2 separate regions of the Mus musculus genome follow, and region 2 is linked to region 1. Evidence: chromatin contacts called from public Hi-C data. All regions are on one chromosome and are shown on one strand. The core of a region is the stretch at or near the end of the contact, and the rest is flanking DNA. Distances in the headings are between cores, read along the strand shown.

What was found. Hi-C and Micro-C count contacts between places; a contact is called where the count stands out from the background.
Region 2: a contact with region 1 is called in a Hi-C map of cortical neurons, with 4 times the contacts expected there. The contact joins two enhancer-like sites. A contact is called at or near these places in 3 of 484 Hi-C or Micro-C datasets (cerebral cortex and cortical neurons).

The regions. Positions count from the first base shown.
Region 1 is chr12:59,796,041-59,800,728 of GRCm38.p6, reverse strand. No RefSeq gene overlaps it. Among named protein-coding and RNA genes, the nearest start is that of Gm22673, 130 kb to the right of the region's middle. Within about 2 kb of position 2,473, at least 5 of the 459 cell types and tissues checked have an H3K27ac peak or open chromatin away from gene starts, as enhancers often do. A contact at or near this core is called in cortical neurons, where this site is marked.
Region 2 is chr12:64,638,833-64,643,520 of GRCm38.p6, reverse strand. No RefSeq gene overlaps it. Among named protein-coding and RNA genes, the nearest start is that of Gm24066, 95 kb to the left of the region's middle. Within about 2 kb of position 2,315, at least 4 of the 459 cell types and tissues checked have an H3K27ac peak or open chromatin away from gene starts, as enhancers often do. A contact at or near this core is called in cortical neurons, where this site is marked.

The DNA of each region.
Region 1 (4,688 bases), core at 1,224-3,723:
ATTACAGTCCTTGTGGGTGATAAGACTCTGCAGAGTTAGCTAATCCGTGTGTCTACCAGTGTTAAACTAGATGCAGCATCGCCGAGTCTTTAAGTTTGATTTATATGATTTAGAAAAAAAAAAAACCCACATTCTGTTTCATGTTTAAGCATGGGACTCTATATTTTTATTCTTCCCAGTGAGAAAAATGAAATAAAACATTAGGCACAAGTCTGTGGAGTCAGGGGTTCTACTCCAAAAGCCAACTGGCAACTACAAGTTATGATAAACTAGCTTTCTTATTCTTCTTAGGGATACAATGTAATGTTTGGTCTTCAAGAGCTACTGTGATAAACCGGGAAGAGCTTCCTTTCCCTTAGATGGAATTCCGGTTCCATTTCTAAGCGCCCAGTCACAGCCTGCTGCTGACCAGGCATTTCCTTAGTGGTCCTCTAGGGAAAGCAATGGCCCCATAACCATTTAATTCTCTCCAATCCTCATACTTTCTCAATTGGTGTGTTTATCTCTTTTAGTTACTTTCTGGATAAAATACAAATGATTTAAAACAATTGATTTGTGAACCTGAAATGGACAACGTCATGAGTTACTGGAATCTAAGTATTTAACTAATGCCTTCTAATATATTGTTAACTGGCTATGCAGAAACAACAGGTTAGCTAAGTTCAAATTCTAGAAATTTAAATTTTAAGACTAAATAAACTACAGAGTGTTGATTATGTAGAATACAGACATGTTTTAAGCCAGAAATATATCTAGGCTATCTAATATCTATGATTTTTAATTCCATAACTTGCCTGAGAGATTTTTTTAAATATATATCAACCAAGCCACAAACCCAAATAAAGAAGCCTTTGGTGGAAAATTTTTTAAGTCTATATTTTCCTAAGAATGTTCAATTTATTCTATCTTTTAAAATAACTCCAAGATTAAACAAGAAGCTAATGTTTTCAATGACTTTTAGCACAAAGTATAAAAATAGAAGAGAGGGGCTTTTGGAAGAAAATAAAAGCCCACTTATCTTCCTCTTTGAAAGGGGAGGGGAATCTAAGAGGAAAGACAATGTTAGAGAGACAATGTTGTTATTTGTCTAAGATCCTACAGAGAAACCTCTCACAGATGCTTAAATCTGCACCCGGACCTCATGTTGGTCTCAGTGTCAGTGCACAGAGACAATGATTCCAGAGCACAAACCCCAGAGTTATTTAGAAGTTCAGCATCATCAAGAATAAGCCTGGGTCCAATCTTCACTCCAAGCACCATTCCGACAAGGCAATAGATATAGATAGATACATAGATAGATAGATAGATAGATAGATAGATAGATAGATAGATAGACAGACAAACATGCAAGCCAGGTATGGTGATGCACATCATTAATCACAGCATCGGGGAAGCAGAGACAGGCAAATCTCTGTGAGTTGGAAGCCAGCCTGATTTATAAAACAGAGTACCAGGACAGCTTCTAGGCTCTGCCCCACAGTTACCTGGCAACAGCCAGGTATGCCTGACTCACTATAAAAGGGGCTACTTGCCCCATCCTCACCCTCTTACTCTCTTATTCTCTCTGTTCCTTCTCTCTCCCATTCCCCTCCCACCTCCATGTGTTCCTGGCTGGCCTCTCCTCCCTCTCTGTCTATCTCTCTATCGCTGTCTCTCTGTCTCTATCTCTGTCTCTCTCTCTCTGTCTCTGTCTCTCTCTCTCTCTCCCTCCCTCCCTCCTTTCCCGCCTCTCCCTGCCTTTCTCTATCTCTACTCCAACCTCAACTCCCCTCCCCATGCCCTAAATAGACTCTATTTTATACTATATCTGTCATATGGCTGGTACCTCAGGGGGAAGGGATGCCTCAACATGGGCCAGCAGAGGTACCCCCTTCCACCTCACCATACTGTGCCTCAACCAAACATGTCCTGGTTCTTTCTTTCTTATTTATAAAACACAGCAACAGCCAAGATTGTAGCACAGAAAAACTAGATAGATAGATAGATAGATAGATAGATAGATAGATAGATAGATAGATTGCATAAAACAGGAAGAAAACATTGTTTCAAATGAAAACTAATCTATGTCATCATGATTATAAGAATTTCAGACTAGTCAGAGGGAGGAGCTTAAGACTTCAAATCTGTAGCAGTCAGGGGAAATAACATTCATGACTGTACATTTTAACAGTATATCAGATTGCCATTTCTAATTACTTGAATCGTTGTGAGTACCCACTTTTATTTTTAGTCACTCTTTGTCCTTGATTGGAGAATCCCTCGGATACAGAGGCAAGCAGATGCATTATGAATGGAGGAATTGTTCTTAAGCTCAGATTTATTCTTAGATTTTTCACAGGGAAAACGCATATTTAACGTTTTGTCATACCTTTATAGGTCAATTGCATAATGCTTCATGTACACTTCATCTGAAGATGAACATTTAATGGAATGTGTCAAGAATTCCCTTCTCTAGCTTGGAGTTAGCTTTAAAATGCCATCATAACTACAAGGATGCCACCATGTGGCCGAAGGGTGCTTTCTTGAAAGCTGTATAGCATAACCTAAAGGGTAATAATGTAGAAAATGAACAATTTAAAATCCAGATTTCCTGAGTGAGATTCTGATATTTATCAGACCTTATAGTCTGCTTTTGCCTTACTTATAATTCTCTATTTAATTGACAAGTGCCCAATTCATCTGCAATGTAATTCGTTTCACTTTTACTGCATTCTCAATTCCAGCTGTCACAGAAGCAGAACAATCGCTGCTAGGGCCTTTACTGTGAGAGGAGACTCATTATAATAATAATAATGATTTATGTGTAAGATAAAGGCATCTAAAGAATCCTTATGCCCTTCAAACATATATTCATAGTAAAGCAATTCCTACTCCACTCTTCAACCCTTTGGACAATTGCTTAGCCGTCCTTTTGTCAATACTAATGAACCACTGTGTGTTTTTTCTTTTTATATCGTTATTAGACAATTAAAGGCACGCTGAACGATGCACTTTCTAAAAATGACAGTCCAGAGTAGTATAGATTTTTAGAAAAGCAGCAGAAGTGGGTCACTTTAACAAAGGAAATTCTGCTGCAAGTGGATCTCGAAGAACGTGTACCTGTTATCCTCTGTATCAAAATAACCAATTTCAAGCACTCAATGAATCTTTTTCATTAAAGCAACTTGAAACTGCTATTATTAGAATGTCATTACAGGAAACTCCAAATGCTACTGCCAGTCATCTAAAGTTCAGCAAAATGGAATCAAAGAACAGAGCCAGAGTGCATTCATCTCAAAACTCAGTCTTGAGATTCAAAGGCAAGGTGTTTGCAGTAGCTTGAAGGTAAATGACCTGCAGGCTCTATGGTGGTTTGATAAATATGACCTCCAAGATTTCTGTGTGCTTGGCTCATAGGGAGTAGCACCATTAGGAGGTATGGCCTTCTTGGCATAGCCTGACCTTGTTAAAAGAATTGTGGCAATGTTGGGATGGGCTTTGAGGTCTCCTATGCTCAAGCCCTGCCCAGTGTGGAAGACAGTCCCCTTTTCCTTCCAGCAATCAAGATGTAGAACTCTCAGCTCCTTCTTCACCACCATTTCTACCTGCATGCTGCTGTACTTCCCACCATGATGATAATAGACTAAACCTCTGAAACTGCAAGCCAGCTTCAATGAAATGTTTTCCTTTGTAAGAGTTGCCTTGGTCACAATGTCCCTTCAAAGCAATAAAATTTTAACTAAAGTAGGTTCATATGTCTGAATGCTTGGTACAGAGTTAGAGGAATTCTTTGGAACAGATTACTAAGTGTGGCCTTGTTGGAGGAGGTGGGTGTGCCACTGCGGTTGGCTTTGAAGTTTCAAAATCCCAAACCATTGCTATTAGCTCCTTCTTTGTCCTGTGCTTGTGGATCACATGTGGCTTTCTTTCACCTCCCTGCCTGCTGTGCCTACTGTCATGCTTCCGGCCATGATGGCCATGGACTCTCCCTGTGAAACTGTAAGCATGCTTTCATGCTTTATTCTACGTGTTGCCTTGGTCATGATGTTCTGTCACAGAACAGAACAGTAGCTAAAACAGTTAACTTGCCAGTTACCTCCTGAAAATCGTCAGGAGATAATTTATTGTAAAATTATTATCCTGCCAACAAAATGATTAACAAAAGAACCAAAAATTATTGGCTGAGAATGAGAAAACTAAATATTATTAATGAATACAATAGTACAGAATGAAAACATGGTGCTTCGGTGTTTTTCTAACACATGTTCTGGAAAACTTTTTTCTTCCTCAAATGAAGCATCAAGGAAGTGGTCTGCATTTTTTAAGCACTTGAGAAGCAGAGATTGAGGAAATCTGTGTGAATTTTGAAATCAGCTTGGTCTACATAGTAATTTTCAAACCAGCTATGGCTGGAGAGTAAGGATCTGGAGACAGAGACACAGATACAGAGACACAGAGAAAGACAGAGACTGACGGGGGGACCTACAAAAGGGACGGACATTCAGGAAGTTGGGAGTGATTATTAGTAGGAAAAGAAATACTCAAATTGTCCAAGTTCACGTCTAAATTAAATAAAAAATTAAAGTCTATGCCTCTTCCTATGACATATCCTAATAACCTAGTAACAATGCAGGCTCCCTCTGCTTCGCTTGTTTTGAGCTGTGATTGCAACAGTTCTTACACTCACGCACAATTAACCCCAAAGGTCC
Region 2 (4,688 bases), core at 1,066-3,565, 4.8 Mb before region 1:
CACACTTTCAAGATATGTAAGTTCTGGCCTTGTAGGGTGGAGATGAAGAAACAACCTGGCTGTGGAATCCATTAATTTCTTTCACTGGAGTCTGAAGCCCCATAGAGACTCAATAGAAGTTATATCTGCTATTTCAGAACCTCGATTCCCTTTAAAATGTCCCTTAATTATGGAAATATTTTGTTTTCCTAAGCTAGTCTTAATTATCATTTTTATTCTTTAAATTTTGGCTTCTTCCTTTGGCTCTGTCCTCTGGTCAGGAAACCCACATCCATTGGTGTTCTTTATCTCCCACTGATACTCTGCAGTCTTTCAGGAACCCAAATCACATTTCTATTCTCTGAGTCCTTAAAACCCTAGAACTCCTTTTTACGTTTTGCTTTTCCACTTGGGTACCCAAGCAGACTTCCTCATGCTCCTATACTGTCCTGATTGCCAAGGCTGTCTATATCTGACAACTTTATTCCTTGGAAATAGCTGTCTACTTCCCCCCCCCCCCTATCTTCAAAGTTTTCTAGAGCAGTGTCTTGCCTTATATATAGTTTCACAACTCTTGCTTATGAATTCTAATTAATTTTATCATTAACTTCCTTGTTTCTTCTACCTGTCATGAAAACTAGAGTAAATTGTATCTCCAAACTATTTTTCAATTATTACTTTATTGCCACTGCCAGACTCATCTCAATCAAGTGGAGACATCCATGTCCACTTCAATTCAAAGATTCCTGAGCTCTCACTAGAGGGTGGACAAAATTCTCTGCTATGCAGGTAGGCAGATCAATCAGAGTTAGACTTGGAACATTGTAAGTCTTGACTAAGGCTGGGCATGGTTAGGATAAGGATGTTAGGGCTGGGCAGGGTCTCAAGAAGCATTAACACCTCCAGCAGTCATGGTGGGCAACTTTTAAAAGATCTTCATTTATAACTGTGTGTGTGTGTGTGTGTGTGTGTGTGTGTGTGTGTGTGTGTGTACAACTAGTGTACCTTGGGTCTTGAGTAGAAGTCACAGGCAACTTGTAGGAGTTGAATTCTTTCACCAAGGTGGGTCTGAGGGTTTACACTCAGATCATTAGGCTTTGTAGCCAGCATCTTTACCCACAGAGACTTCTTACTGTACTGATAAGAAGACGTCTAATGTTAACGTTCCAAAGAGTGACATAAAAATAGGTATAATTATCAGAAAATATCATTATATCCTCTATTACATTTTTTTTCATGTACTACAAATACTAAACCAGACAGATAAAAACCCTTCATATATATATTAATTTTACTTAAAACATTCCACATTTGAGCTGTAAGGGGAAAGTATTAGCCATGGGAATTAACAAAGTAGGTCATATCTGACTCTTACTGAAGATATTTTTGGTTCAAGGCAAAAATTTCAGGCTCTATGGGAAAGGAGTGGAGTGAAAGTGAACGGATATTTTTTCCTTACTGCCTTCAAGGGCAGTCTTCATTGCCAAGACAGTGTTTGATCAACCCATCTATTGTGAATAGTTCAGGAGACTCACACAGGATAGCAAAGTTCAACATGCCAGGGCATGCGATGTTTCCTTGCATTGAGATTACAAATAATACTTTCAGAATCCCATAAAGTATGCAAAGATCCTTAGGGTTTTCCTTGAGTGAGTCTGTGGACATTTATGGAGATTATCTTTAACTCCTGCAGTCTTGCCAAAGAAAGTCCTGTTGCTCAAATCTTCTGATTCATTCTGAGGTGCTGTCTTCTAGTTTGTATTCTACCAGGTGATTCTGTTGTGCTGCCAAGCTCTGTGGAATTTTCTCCCTCCCTTCCTGCCCTTCCCTTCCCTTCCCTCCCCTCCCTTCTCCCCTCCTCCAGTCACGCCTCCAACAGTTCAACACTGAGCATGAAATTAGAAGAGTTTGCTCTTCTGACCTAAATAACCATAATCAATTCAAAGACTGCCAATCAGCCCCCCTCAATGACCAGGTCAACACAGCATTTGGTGGCATGACCCTGTTGTCATAGGGCCTTTGTATGAATAAAACAAACTCCTCTTCCTTATAAATACAGGAGGAGTTTTCTATTACTACAAATTGGTTTAAGGCTGCAAGGCAGGAGGGCTTCCATTAATAATGTTAGGATGTGGAGTTCTCATCTCTCCTTTGAATGCACTCATGGCATTACTGATTAGGAATGGATTTCAGGCTAGTGTTTGGGATCATGTATAACAGAATGTATATCACCCTTCATCTTCATTGTGGGCATTAATTTTCATGTATAAGAATCCTACTTGCATTGGGTGAGTATGCTCAGTTGGTGGCAGCAATGTTCTTTTACTGAAAAATTTGAGGCCTTAGATATTTTGAAGAAAAACAGGGAACAAAGCAGGATGTATAATGACATCCATGTTTTCTGTTAACCTGCAGAACTATAAATTTATTACATGTGCTCAGGAAAAAGCAGAGAAGATTTCTTGCTGTCTCTGTGTAAATCTAATCCCCTAAATATGTCTTTTGTTTTCAAATGCAGAAGTAGTGTATGTCTCAGCTTCAGGTTGTAATCCAAAAGGAGGGTGGGCATCTGAGGATTTATTGTTGGTTGTCATGTAAATTTATTAAAGTAGGAGCTTTGATCTTGAAATACAACCAGACAAGATTAATGATTTAACGTCTGGGGAAATCAAGTATGTGATGCTATGAATAGATAAGGAAGGTTTTACAAATTCATATTGGCAGAGATAAAAATTCAGTGTTGGGTAGGAAAGATGGCTCAGCTGGTCCAGATGCTTGCTATGTAAGCCTGGCCTCCAGAGAGGAATCCTCAGAATGTGTACAAAGATGGAAGGAGTTAACCAAAGTTACTACATCGTTCTCTGACCTCCACACATGTACGTGGCACACACTCACTCAATTCGCACTCATGTCTTAGACACATGCATGGACATATGCACACATGTACAGATTACTTAAAAATCAGGATTTAAAAGACTAGTTTAGAATTTATTTTAATGGCAACTATAAGAAGAGTAAAGGAATACATGGTGGAAGATAACATATAGACTATCATAGTTTGTAAGCAATAAAGAGATAGAAGTGAATAAACAGAAGTGAAATGGTAATTAGAATGTCAGCAGTATAGAAAGATAGCAACGTGAATTGTGCTTTTGCTTTGGTGGTGATCATTCAGGGGTAAATGGAAAATTGAACCGTAAACTGGCCCAGGGATTGTCTTACTATTGTTTGCTTATTGTGTTTTCTAGCATATGAAATGATTCCTTCTCTTAGGCATGACTCTCATGACATCATCACTTTGAGAGGTGTGTAGGGAACTTGTTATATAAATGGTACTCAGGGAGCTTACTGGCCTACTGCATAATGTGACCAGGGGACATTGAACTCCTAATGAGAAACCAGTATTTAATAAAAAGGTAGAAGTACTCTAAGTTAGCAGTTTAGAATATTGAATATAGGTTGCTAGATATTTTACCCTAGTGCTAAGCATTAGAATATCTGATGATTCATAATATTGCTAAATGGAAGACCAATCCAGGAAGTTTAATCCTTTTAAATCCCTTTTCTACATTGTTTCAATTTCACAAAGGTTTTGAGTGAAACATTTTTATGTTCTATTTAGCAACAAGTTTTTCTTTAGATCACTAATTGTGTTATGTTAAAAATGATTACAGATATTGAATGTTTATTTATTGACCTCAAAATACATAAATGTTGAAGTAGCAATCTACAGTTTATCCAGCATGAACTGTAGCCAATGGACACCATCAAAGTTGAACACTCTAGGTTAAAATTTCAAAGTAGTTTGGAATGTAACTGTGTAAATCCCATTTTGAGTAAAGGGATTTTCCAAATGAGATGCTGTTCCACTTCTATGATTTTGAGAGCATGCCCTAAAAACACTCTTCCCATCCCTGTCATCATATTGTCAGTCAGATCAAAGTTTGTCTCTTCTTTCTTTTTCAATTTTGAAAATACAGTGAAGCTGTCGGAGTCTATGAACATAAACATTTTACCCAGGGAATGTCTGACTGGCTATTAAAAATAGAAATCATGAGACAGTTTAGAAATGATGTCCCAGCACTATATGAACAAAACGAGGAAACCACAAGAAACATGAATGCATCTGGTCAGTGCTCGGATTACAAAGCAATGGCCTGCTGCTTTTCCAAAAGGTCTCATGGACAGAGACCCTGGGCCACAGTCAGTTGCTTGATGTTCATTCTTGAAGGGCCTGTTGGTGAGTTGTGTCATGTGATTAGGAAATAGTACTATTTGGTTGCGAATGATACTGTTAGGATCTTCTTCAGGTCAGAGATGTTAAAGTGTTGGAACTTGAGAACCAGGTAATAAACATCATTGTTCAAAAAAGAATAACGAGGCATAGTTGCATAGTCCTGTGACCCCAGCCTCCAGGAATCTGAGGGAGGAGGATTATGAGTTCAAAGCTACCCCTAGTCTTCGTAGTAAGATCATGTTTCTAAAAACAAAAAAAGTTATATAAACTTACGAGTTATATAAAGTTAAATTACAAAATTGATTGCTTCTTAATTATCACTTTTAGCTCTGGCCCCTGCTGTGGCCATCAGACCCATCGGCTGCTGGTAAAAGAGATGCTACTGCATGGCTTGCAGATGTGTTCCCAGGTGACGTCATGCTGCTAGCTTTAAAGTGACCAGGTGGGAGTTTTTATGCTTCTTCTGCCATTA